3 separate regions of the Mus musculus genome follow, and regions 2 and 3 are each linked to region 1. Evidence: chromatin contacts called from public targeted proximity ligation data. All regions are on one chromosome and are shown on one strand. The core of a region is the stretch at or near the end of the contact, and the rest is flanking DNA. Distances in the headings are between cores, read along the strand shown. Region 1 overlaps Bad (BCL2-associated agonist of cell death). Region 2 overlaps Nrxn2 (neurexin II). Region 3 overlaps Nrxn2 (neurexin II).

The links.
Region 2: a contact with region 1 is called in a targeted proximity ligation map of forebrain, with 7 times the contacts expected there. A contact is called at or near these places in 12 of 39 promoter capture datasets (the 3T3-L1 cell line, the C10 cell line, Sertoli cells and 6 more), 1 of 484 Hi-C or Micro-C datasets (the STO cell line) and 23 of 130 datasets of targeted methods (the 230-238 cell line, the NIH/3T3 cell line, bone marrow-derived macrophages and 14 more).
Region 3: a targeted proximity ligation map of embryonic stem cells shows a contact between it and region 1, with 3 times the contacts expected there. A contact is called at or near these places in 8 of 39 promoter capture datasets (the 3T3-L1 cell line, 3T3-L1-derived adipocytes, the C10 cell line and 4 more), 11 of 130 datasets of targeted methods (embryonic forebrain, embryonic midbrain, embryonic stem cells and 4 more) and 1 of 9 other capture datasets (adipose tissue).

The regions. Positions count from the first base shown.
Region 1 is chr19:6,949,329-6,953,372 of GRCm38.p6, reverse strand. It overlaps Bad (BCL2-associated agonist of cell death), which reads right to left. Exons shown (of 4, transcript NM_001285453.1): 3 at 2,543-2,733; 4 at 1,468-1,974. The coding sequence ends at 1,849. Among named protein-coding and RNA genes, the nearest start is that of Bad, 8.8 kb to the right of the region's middle.
Region 2 is chr19:6,499,890-6,503,933 of GRCm38.p6, reverse strand. All of the region lies in intron 17 of Nrxn2 (neurexin II), which reads right to left. Among named protein-coding and RNA genes, the nearest start is that of Gm52381, 4.7 kb to the right of the region's middle.
Region 3 is chr19:6,528,021-6,532,064 of GRCm38.p6, reverse strand. Nrxn2 (neurexin II) reads right to left here. Exons shown (of 23, transcript NM_001205234.2): 23 at 1-797. Among named protein-coding and RNA genes, the nearest start is that of Slc22a12, 13 kb to the left of the region's middle.

The DNA.
Region 1 (4,044 bases), core at 528-3,027:
ATATGACCCAAGCACCCAGCATCTTCTACCAGGGCTGCTGAGGGCCCCACTAAGGATTGAAGCTGAATTTTCAGATTAGTGGGAAGGGTCCATAGCTCTTAAGAGAGAAAGGAACTTGATAGTCTTAAGGGCTATTGCTGGCAGGGCTAGGATACTCTGCTGATGCCCTGTGGCCCTCTCATCCCTATGAGGGAGATGTTTTGCCTGTTTTACAGATATGGAAACAGGCCCCGAATGGAAGATGCATTTACTGGGCCATAGCTAAGTGGAGACCTGCTGGAAGGCAGGATGGCCTGCGTGTTAGCTCTGTGCTATATGGCCTTCACCAGCCGGAGGACATGCTCTGAGCCTGGGACCAGCCAGGAACACCAGAGACCCTGTGGCAAGAGAATGGGCCAAGCTCTGCAGCTGGGGCAGGCTGGCACTCCTTCAAGGCCTCTCCTAGCTTCCTGGCCGGTGGGGGACTGGCTGCTCCCCCCTCGGAGGAAGGCAGCCTCTTATCTGGGCTTATCTCCTGCCAATGAAGTGTTTGCTTTGCTTTGTTTTTGTTGCAGCCCCAGGCAAACAGATCGGGTAGGAAAGCCAGAGAAACTGGGTGGCCTGGGTTGGGCTTCCCAGGGCTAAGGCCTCAGCTCTCCCTGAGATTCCTGCCATTGCCCAAGTCACCTTCCTCAGCTGTCAGTCAGTCCGTGTCAAGTTTCCAGATCTGCCACTTTTCCGGATCCCATGTCCTATATCGCTGACTGGCTGACCTCCATTTTCCCAAACACTCCATGTGGGTTGGGCCCTCAAAAAACAAACTAAGTCCCAAGATCCTGGTGTGTCCATCTGCAGAGAGTGTCAGTTCCAGACATAGCCTCACCTTCAAGTCTGACCTACTCCTTGAGGCCCTGTTGTGGGGCCACCCCCTCCCATGTTCCGGGAAGCAAAGAGTTGTGGCGCAACTTATCTGCATATCCAGCGCAAAGCACTAGCCTGGGCTATGGGGCGCCAATAAATCTCTGAACGGAGCTCTGGGCCCTGCTCCAGGTCCCTGTGAGAAGCTTCTACGTTCCCTAGCGATCAGTCTGCCGCCCCGCGCCGCCCCGCCCCACGTGTCTTGCCAGGTCCCTGAGCTGCGCTGGCCCCAGGCCGGTCAAACAGTAGCTGCTCACAAGGACTGACCCAAATAGGAGCAAATGACCCCCCTCCCGCCTGCCCCCCGGGAGCCGCGACATGGTTTGCAGAACGCTAAATTCCGGCGGCCGGTTGGACTGCGGCTCCCAATTACCATATTAGAGATAAGGGGCTGGCAGTCCCAAGGGTCTAGCCACGCTCCTCTTCCCCACCCAAGCCAAGCAGCCCGACTCCGCGGGTTGCCTCTTCTTCCTCTCAGTCCTTAGAGCTTGTTTCTTCCTCCGGTAAAACGAGTCTCTCTTAAAACTATCAGGGATAGAGATCCGGATTGCGGAACCCCAAACGAAGGATAGAGGCGCGGCGGCACATGCGCAGGCTTTATTATAAAGCACGTTTCTCGCGACCTCGGGTCCCCAGTTATGACAGGACAGCACCCAGACCCCCAACTTAGCACAGGCACCCGAGGGCAGTCCAGAACAGGAGAGGGAAAACAGCCACTTCCGGAGGCTTAGGGGGTGGGGTGCGTGGAAAACTTTGAAACTCCAAACAGGAGCCACCCCTCCGTGGCTATTGCACGCACCGGAAGGGACTCAAGCTGTACGTCAGCTCTTCTCCCTGTTAAAGGGACACAGCGATCCTCTTTTTTTTTCCTAAGGCCTCGAAAGACTTCCGCCCACACCCAATATGGCGGGCGACGGGAGCGGGTAGAGTTCCGGGATGTGGAGCAGAAGATCACTGGGAGGGGGTGGAGCCTCCTTTGCCCAAGTTTCGATCCCACCAGGACTGGATAATGCGCGTCCAGCCGGCGCTTTGTCGCATCTGTGTTGCAGTGCCTGCGCTCTTTGGGCGAGGAAGTCCCTTCAGGGAAGGAGGAGGAAAGAGTGAGCCTCATTCTGGCATCCCGAATCAGGTCCCCACCACCAGCTTGCTCTGCACTGGGCGGTCAGAGACACGGGATGATGCGTGTGCCGGGATCCTAAATGAAACTGCACAGCCAGAGATCTAGTGTTTAGAGGATGGGGAAGAACTCAACAATTTAAAGTAGCTTAAGAAGTTGGGGAGAGGCTCAGATGCCAGCAAGCCTCGTACTCTATGAACCTGGCGGTTCAGAAACTTTGGTGTGAAGTTGGTCTGTACTACAGATTTCGGTTCTCATAGCGGTCCGGCTGTAAGAGCTCTCGATTACAGGTGAAGGCATAAACCGGGACTGGGGACGGGGTCTTGGACAAAGGAGGAAGAGGGAGGAAATCCCAGCAAATCACTGGACACTGAGAGAGGACGGATTAGAACTGCAAGTCCCAGCATGCTCTACAACACAAAAGGGAAAATTGGTGGCTCTGAAACTAGAAATCCCGACATGCCCTAGATCAAAGGAGGGGTAGCAGCTGAGGGTTCAGGTCCCATCGCACCTAACGCTGGCGCTCACCTTGAAGGAACCCTCAAACTCATCGCTCATCCTTCGGAGCTCACGGCCGTAGCGCTGCGCTGCCCAGAGATTGGGGGGAGCCGAACGCGAGCGTCCTCGAAAAGGGCTAAGCTCCTCCTCCATCCCTTCATCCTCCTCGGTCCCCGCTGGGTACGAACTGTGGCGACTCCGAGTCTCCATAGCCCCTGCGCCTGCAGAGGTCAGGGAGTGGAAGAGGTGTGACTCTCTGGCCTGTTATCTGTTCCACAGCCTTAGTCCCTCCTTTGTGAATGCAGAGAACTCGGAGGGCTTTTGTGAGAAATCGGTTAACTTCCACAAATCCTAGTACAGTGCATGTAATGAAGTCTTTAGTGTACAAAAAGTTTACAGTGTCTTTCATAAAATACGGACATAAGCTATAACTATCACATGGTCTCATAGCAACCCTTACATAGAGAGGTGTCTTGCTGTGTCTTTGCAGGGGTCTTGGAAAACAATGGTCTGCGTCCCCTATTGTGCCTTCCTTGTGAGACAGTGTCAAGAACTGTCATCACTCATCCGTTTTATTTTTCTGAGACTGGAGTATGTACGTGCTAAAGTATCCTCCCCACCACCTGGTTCAACAGACACAGCATGGTGGCTTGAGCTGGGTGTGGTGGTTTATATTTATAATCCCAGAACTGGTGAGGTCCAAACCAGAGGTTTAAGGTCAGCCTAGACTACAGGAGAACTTGTCTTTTGCCTCACAAAAAAAAGTGTGGGGTGGGATGGGGGACACTGACCTACGAAGACACATGCACACAATAGCTACACAGGTGGTCAGAGAGGTCACATTTCCTCAGGTTAACATGGTTGTTAAAGGCCTGAGGCCCGAAGTCCCTGGGTTTGGAACCCAGAGCCTATCAGGCTGTGCAGCTCTTGCCTTGCCCAGCCACCCTTCACTTTTACTGAGGTTCTCTTCATGAAGGGACAGTCTCACCTCGCCTACATACTAACGCACCCCACCTGTGTGAAGGTCGCATCGGTGTGTAGACATGTCCTGTGAGCAGCAAGAGCATTGTGGGTGATCTCCTCTGGTCTGGGTATTATGTGCCATCCTGACGTCTGCCATCTGTACCCCTCTGTCCAGACCAGTGAAGACCCAGAACCACTCCTAGGGGCAGAGTCCAGAGCTAAGCACAGCCTGCTGCCCACACCCAGGTATCTGCAGGCTTGGGAGGAGGTAAAATCACCCACATGTTCAGGGGTTGATAAATTTGCTTCCCTCTCTCAAAGGTCAGCTGTCAAGACTCTGCAGCTCAGCTGTAGGATCCCAGCTGCAGACACGGGACAAAAAGCAGAGATAAGGGGGGGGACCCTTATGAAAGACGTGGCCAGGTCTGCTCCAAGCATCTGGCCAGGACCCAATATCATTGCTCACCTACAGAGTGCTTTCACTAGACTCAGTAGCTGGGTGGGCTCCCTTTTGTGATCTTGGACCCATTTCCCCAGTTCCTTGTCACCTCAGTCTTTGTCTGTGGCAC
Region 2 (4,044 bases), core at 529-3,028, 450 kb after region 1:
GAAAGGGAAGGGGAGAGACTCATCCTGCATTCTTTAGGACATAACCAGAGCAGATGAGATGCATAAAGTGCCTGATTAAATGATCAGCTACTAACGACTCTTCTCAAGGCACTTCTTGAGATGGGGAAAGGAGTTCAAGGGAGGACCTAGCCAGGGAGAAAGGGATGCAGATGGAGACTGGGCATGGAAGCCTGCAGCAAGCCAGTAGGGAACACAGTGGAGAACTCTGGTCTAGGGGAAGCAGGGACCCGGGGTCTCTCACCCAGTGGGCCCCTAGTAGTCTGGGCAGTCTGGTGGAAAGAGGGATCCATCAAGGAACTCTAGGTCCCCAGGAGAGGGAGGGGACTTCTGAGTGCTTTGAGAGGCTGGGAAGGGAAGGGGGGCTTCAGTCTGGCATCAGAACTGGTGAGACTAGAGCAAGAGAAGGCACTGGTCCCCTGCTCTTCCCTGAGCTTCTTCCTTGTCTCCTACCCTCCTGACAGAGTAAGAATGGGGAGGGACCTCAGGGGCAGGGCAGACATGGAGAAACCACGTGGATGTCTAAAATTGTCATCTTTTTGCAGCCTGTAGTTTGGAAAGCACCCCAGCAGACGGGGGGGAGAGCAGCTTTGGCCCTGCAGGCTCAGGTGTGCCTTCTACCTTAGACCCTAGAGGTACAGTGAGGAAGGCTGGGCCTTCGGGTCCCAGTGAGAGGTACACAGAGAGCATCACCTCCATACTCACTGCAGGCTACCTGACTGCCTAGTAAGGGCTGGGCCTGGAGAGCAGAGCCAAGTGGCTATGCCTCAGCCAGTACAGTCTCTCAGCTCCCAACACTGCAGCACTCCAGAAAATCGGCTGTTTCCATGACAACCATAATACCCAGGGTCCTCCCTCTCCCTTTCACTCACAAGCTGCACGTTGAATTTGGGAGATTGGGTTTGGGGAGCAGAGATGTTGACCTTCCTCTACACACTCCCTGACCCCCGGGTTCCAGGGCCTCCCCGGGAGAGGGCTATTTCATCAGGCTGTTTGGTCCTTTAACACCAGGGAAGGAAACTCCATCTACATGGAGTCTGGTCCCAAATCTGCCAGGTCTAAAAAGGAGGCCCTTCCTGCCGGCTTTCCTGCTGGAAGCCATCAGCACGCTCATCACCATGGACAGCGCCATTCCTGCTTCTATAGCACCGGAACAGCAGCAAGCCAGGTGCCGGGTTAGACAGGAAAGCCGGAGAGATCTGAGATGTGTGCCAACAACCCAAGTCCCAGCCCTTACAAGGAGACCCAGCTCCAAGTGACGCACACCTAGACCCCACACCCACGCGCGGGTCGCGAGGCACCCAACTGCACACAAAGCCCCAGACCGGAGAGGCAGACCCCGCCACAGGAGTCGAGGCAGCCAGGGAAACATGGCGGTAAACGCACAAAGACAGGCCTCCGCGGGCGGCCAAGGGCAGGGGCCGGCGAGGTACAAATGGGCGCCCGCGCCCCAGCCCTCCCGCTTCCCAGCCCCGGCCTCCCCCAGGATTTATGATCCAGCTGTTCTCACACTGCAGCCAGTTTACTGTGCTGGGCGGACCTGTTAAAGCCGAAGGGCATTTATTATACTGTGGGGGGGAACCAGGGTGGAGAGACACTTCTTGGGCAGAAGAGGGAAAGGATGAATGGTTTATTGGGCTGGGGCTGCAGTAATTACCCCAGGGAGACATTTCTCTCCCCAGCACCACTGCTCCCGCACGGGCGGGGACAGAGGGCTTGGTTTACGAGGAGGTCGGGTGCTGGAGGCGGAGCTTCTGCCAAGCCCCGCCCCTCCGGCCACGCTCCGGAGGCGCTTCCCACAGCTCTGCCAGGCAAGCAAACTCTCTAGCCCTCCCAGAAGAAGGCATGCCAGCCTTGGTGCCCAGGATAACACTCCACATCTGTAACTTGACAGCATCCAGAAAGGTTTTGAGAAGCAAAGGGGACTAAAGCAGGCTCCAGTGTTGCCCAAGACTGGTATAGACCAATTGTTCTTTTCCACACTGGTAAATTGGGAGCTGACTATGCATAGCATGCTGGCCAGACCCACACCGCTGGAAGCCCATGGCAAGAGTTTCTAATCAGACATAAGATGTCACCTTCTGCACACATTCAACAGTCACCTCAATGCTTCCTAGACCCAGAAATTCACAGAGCCATAAAACACTAGATATGATCATATAGTCAACACATGCATGCACACACACACACATCCCTACATTCTAGAAAGAAAACAACTAACCATCAACAATGTTTCAGGAACCCAGACTCACAGCATTTACTCCATTTAAAAACTGCCCGTGCAGTCATGCCCCGGGGGCTCAAAGCACACATGCGGCTCTGTGTGCCAGTGCCCCAGGAACATCAGAAGCCAGCACAGAAGCTTTCTGGGAGATCTAGAGCGGTCAAGGGATAAGGCCTCTGCATTATCCAGAAAAGCCCGGGTCTTAGGTGCTTTCTGTTATCAACAAATCTTCCCAGGAGAACACCACAGCCAGGGGGTGGGGCTTCTGCACAGGCCCTGACAGCTAAACTCTCTCTTCATCTACATACCTCAGCTCTTAGCTTCATCCTGGCCATACACCATTCAGTCAGGAATCTAAGTTATATACTCATCCACAGAACCAAACTACATGATAGCCCTCTTCTGCTGGAAGCTGCTGAACTGAGTGGGAGTTGGTCTGCCTTCGTGGGCTCTCGGGAGGACTAGAAAAGAGCTCATCAAAGATTCAGAGACCAGTACTGGGATGAAGGGGTCCATGACCAGAAAGACCAGAAAGGTGTCATCTCCTCTGTCCATTTTAGGTCCCAGGTGTGTTGGTCACCCCATACCCTACAGTGACATCAGGTACAGAAATGTCAGGTGGGAAGGGACATTATGTAATGGGAGGGCTTGGGGGATGGGAGGGAGAGTGGGAAAGCTGTGAGCAGGGAAGAAGGCAAGGAGACTCAGTAGAGAAGCAGAGAAGCAGGTGTCCATGCAGAGAGAGAGAGAGAGAGAGAGAGAGAGAGAGAGAGAGAGAGAGAGAGAGAAAGAGAAAGTGCACTGCCCTCACACTAGGGAGCCTTGGAGCAGGAGGAAAGCTGGCTGGCCTCCAGCCCAGGGAGGCGTCCCAGGGGAGGCCAGTTCTCTCATCTCCCCATAGCTGAGGTGAGCAGAGAGGGGTTCAGTCATGAGAAACTGCTTTCTCCTCTTGTAGATTTCCTTAGTCCCCTCCTTCCCCCTGAATCCTTTTCAGCCTCTCCACCACTTCATCAGTGTCCCGAGCTGCCCTCCCCCTCATCCTTACCTCCTTCTACCCTGGGAAGACACCCCACACACACAGGCAATGCTCATGCCAACATGTTATAGTTGTTGGCCCCATTCTCTTGACCGTGTCTCGGAGCATCAGGGGCGGTGACAAGACCTTTCTGGGAGATCTAACACTGTAGAGAAATAAAGCACCCTGCACAGTCCAGGAAAGCCTGGATTCCTGTTCCCTCTGCCTGACTCCTGCCCCTGCCAGCTCCTGGGCTCTCCTCTCCACCTGCCCATCATCTCTGAGCCAGCACCTTGCCGTCTCTTTCATGTCTGCCCCTCTTTCCCCACAGGGCTCCCCTCCAGTGCACCTGGACCCCTTTCCTAATACCTAGCACCATTGCCTAGAATGTTCTGTCTGAGTATCTGAGGAGAGCCAGAAGAGAACAGCAAGGAGGCAGGGGTAAGGGAAGGGCATGAGAGACCCTGAAGAGGCAGAGCTGGGGTGAGGATGTGGGAAAGGAGAAGTGGAGAGTGCTGCCTGTGGTAGGGATGGTAGCTGAGATGGCAGAGAGGGAACAGAGGGACCTGAAGAGACTGCTCCTGGGGAATGGAGGAAACAAAGTAGTGGCATATGGGGGGCAGGGAGGGACAGGGACAGAAAGACCGGATATGACATGGGGTGTGGAGATCAGGGGGCTTCTTGCAGACACAGAACAGTCATGGGAAAACCAAGAGTGTGGAAATGGGAGGCACTGAGGGGAATGGACGGGACACAATAGCATGGTTGTAGACAGTGATGGAGGAAC
Region 3 (4,044 bases), core at 1,000-3,499, 420 kb after region 1:
CCCATTGCTCTGGGCCGAGTTACTGATGTAATTCCGGCTCTGGTCCACCTGGTAGGAGCCCTCGTCGCGGTTGCGGTACTTGTACATGGCGTAGAGGAGAATGAGGATGCAGAGCGCCGCCGCCGCCACGATGCCCACCACCATGCCCGTGGTGCTGCTGGATTCGCGGATCACCTCCACTGCACCTGGCGGGCCGCGCTCCCCCGGACCCGTGGGGTTGGCTGTGGGCAGACGGGGGAAACCGGGGGCTGAGGTCACGCCGGGGCGCAGGGGAGGCGGCCGCCGCGGCTCGAAGGCCGTGGGGACCCCAGGCCCCAGGGGTGGGTTCTCCAGCAGCGGCTGCAGTGGGTCTCGGTGGTTCATTTTGCCCGCGGGCAGGTTGGGGGCTGGGGCGGAGGGCGCAAATAGCACCCCGGGGGCGCCCGTGGCCCCATCTGTCCTGAGGTTGGGTCGGGGCTTGCGGGGCGACAGGAGGGTGGTGCGGTCCGTGACCAAGGGGAAAGTAGTGTAAAAGTCCTCGTCGTCCGTGGGGGGGAGGCTGGAGTCAAAGACCTCCCCGGAGGCGAAGCCCGAGGCTTCCACGGGCTCCTCGCAGTCGCTGTCGTCGCGCTCGGCCTGACACGGGCCCCCCGAGGACGGGCGGCGCGCGGCGGGCGGAGGCAGGGTGTCTTGGGTGGCACCCACGCCCGTGAGAAAGGGGTAGAAGGTGGGGGGTGGGGGCACGAAGGGGGATCGGGTGGCCACGGGAGGAGGGTCTAAGGAGTCCTCCGTGATAATGGGCAATATTAACTCTCCTCCTAGGAAAAGAAAGAGAAGAGAGAAGAGAGGGCGTCAGCGAGGGCCAGGGCGCGGGCGGCCGGCACAGAGAGAGAAACAACAGCCTCACACCCAAATCGGTTCAATTGGCTTTGGCGGAGACTACGCGGGCCGGGCCCGCCCGCCAGCCGGCCAGCGCCTGCGCTTTAAGCGGGCTGCGGCTCGGATGCCCTGGGCACCCCACGCGCGGGCTCTGTGACTTTGGGTTTTGGTCTTTTTGTTTCGTCTTAAGAAACCAAACGGAACAGAAAGGAAAGGAAATTGAAAAGAAACGGAATTTTTTTTTTTTCTACTGGTTTAAGGCTTTAAAAACATACAACAGCAGCATTTAAACAAACCTAACAACAATATCTTTTAGGGTTTTTTTTATATATATTTCTTTTTGCTTTTTTTTTTTTTTGCTTTTGTTTTTAAAAAAGAAGATAGCATACCACGGAATTCAGGCAACTTACATCAACAAATAGGCCGTGTGATTTTAGCATGAAGAAAAAAATTACAAACAGAGCTGTGTAAGCGGGTTCTCCCGAAAAAAAATAAGAAAAAACAACTTTTCCGTACAACGTTTTCTGTCTATCTGTTTGGCATCTCCCTCCCTGGACAGCCTGCTTCCTCCAGAAAGATCTCTCTCCTCCCTCTCTCTTCCCCCTCATTGAACACGAGACTGAAATTTACACAGTGCGTGTGCGGGTTAGGTCTGGGGAGTGGCACCATTCAGTGACATCGTGGGAACAGGAAGGGTCAGTGGAGAGGCCATGGAAAGGAGAGACGATGGCTGGCGTGTCTATGTGAGTGTGAACTCGGGGGTGGGGGTGGGGTTGGGGAGGCTGGCCGTGGAAAGGACCTGGGGCTAATTTCAGAGGGCCATGGGAGGAAACTTTAACCGGGAATGCTTGTGTGGAACAGTGGGCAGGGAGGATCAGACACACTGGAGCTGGGTTTGTCCCTTAGGATTCTGGGAGGTGGTGAAAAGTTCAGAAGATGCATGGAGGTAGGGAGGATTGGGAATGAGGGAGGGAGGACGGAGAGTGAGTGAGGGCGGAGGTCATATGATTACTGAGCTAAACCTAACTCTCCACTTTCTTCACCCTCCACCTCTGACCCCCACTGACTTCCCCCCACCCCCTCCCCAGAACCCCCATGGACCGCCAGAACCTGGCCAGGTTATGACTGCTTCTGGCCCTCTTATTATTGTTCAAACAATAATAAAACAACGGAAAGAAGGAGAAAGCAAAAAAAGAAAAGAAAACACATACACAGCCATCTGGGAGGGACGCGCTAGCTAAAACAGGGCCCAGGATAACTAATTGGGAAGGCGTGTGATAGGGAGAGGGTATTGTCTTCTCTTTTAGTCTAATAACTCAAGTACCCTGGGGCAGAAACTGCAATTCCCATCAGCTTCCTGTGGGCGGGAACTACAGGTCCCATTAGGCCTTCAGGGGGCATGAACTACACCTCCCATCTATCTGTGGGTCAACAACTACAACTCCCATCAGCCTCCTGGGCCTCTTCACTAAGCAAAGCTCTGCAAGCCTCTGACCTCCGGTAGATAGAAGCTGAATAAGCAGCTCTAGGCTGGAAGGAGGGCTCAAACTCTGGCTTTGGAGGTTGCCTCTGGTCCTTTTGGCTATGGAGTTGAAAATTTCCTCTCCGGCTCTACCTCCAGCTCAGTCTACGCCCAATCCCTACCTGAGCACTTCTCTTGGTTGTCCGCACCCACAGTCTTTCCACCCCTCTCTCTTAATCATCCCAGGGCTTCCTTTAGCAGATCCAGCAGCCAGGCCAAGTCTCACATCCAGAGCCTTCTCTGCTCTGCCTACCCCCGCCTTCTTGGGGGCTTAACTTCTCACACACCTCTTGAGCCTTTCCTCCAGCAGCTCCATCCATCTCACGGAGGCCACAGCAGACCCTTGCCACTGAAGGAGGAGGGACCTTACCAAGCGTCTCAGGCGTACTTCCCCTCAGGTTCCCTTACGCCGTGAAGTTTACAGCCTAAGAGTGCCTAGCCCTCCACAGACTTAGCCATGTGAAATGCTGACCCAAGAGCGGATTGCCCAGTTCCACTGATGGAAATCAAGACCTCATGGATGCCGGGCAAAGCACTCCAGCTCTCCCACTAATACATCCCAACCCTCGACCCCAGCTTCTAGGAGATGAGGATACTGGGGCCTAGAGAGGGCAGGACTTCCAAGAGAGGTGAATAAATGAACTGGCCAGTCCCTTCGGTGGCTCCCCGAAGCCAGGAAAGGGGTCAGGAATGTCTGGGCCACCACTCTCATGCCTCTAGGAGGCTGGCAGGCTGCTCACTCACCTGAGAAGCCAACCTGGAGGCTCCAGGTGTATCAACTGAATTGCTGTGTGACTACAGACATGTGCACCTCTATAAATCTAGAATGTTGCCATGCATGGTGGCACATGCTTGTGATTCCAGCACTCAGGAGGTGGAGGCAGGAAGATCGTTTCAAAGATCTTCAACTACATAGCAAGTTCTGGCCAGCTTAGGGTATGTGAGGCTCTGTCTCAAATAACCAAAATAAATAAACTAAGGAAGTGAGCCTCAGGCCCCGTTGCGCCTGGCAACGCTTCATTCCCATCCACTGGCCCGGCCTGGCTCGCACCCTCTGCCAGCTCTGCCTTCCACCTTTTCCATCACAGACCGAGCCACTACTGAGAACTCCAGCGTCAAAGCCTAACCTAACCTGGCTTATGATCTGCAATCAGCTGGCCATCACCGGAGACCCATGCTAGGGACATGTCCTCCCTAAAGTGCCTGTCCTCAGACTGACCAAAGCCTGGCCGGGTGGCCTCTCCAGTCTACGTGGTAACACGGTGCTTTTTCTACTCCCACGCTCCTCCCATTTCCAATGTCCTCATCCCTGCGCAGTGCAAACCGCACAGGAAAGCTTGGGGCCCGTCCAATAGTAACAGCGTGGGCCTAATCATAGCAGGAGCTCCTTCCCTATGACTGCTGAGCTCATCTAGGTCCTCTCTGCCCATCCACACTACCTCTTGTCTCCTGACCTTTGCCCTCTATTCCGAACAGGCTCCCTGTGGCTAGCCCACACACACTCAGGATCCAGCCAATAATACCTCATCTTCCGGACTGACCCCAGAAGATGCCCTCTGCTCCTGGTGCCTCTGACGCCGTCTTCCTACTCTTGGAGGCTCAAGTTTGACTCACTGCCAGGGAAGGGCCACAGGCATGAGTCCCATCTGTCGATCTTACGAGCA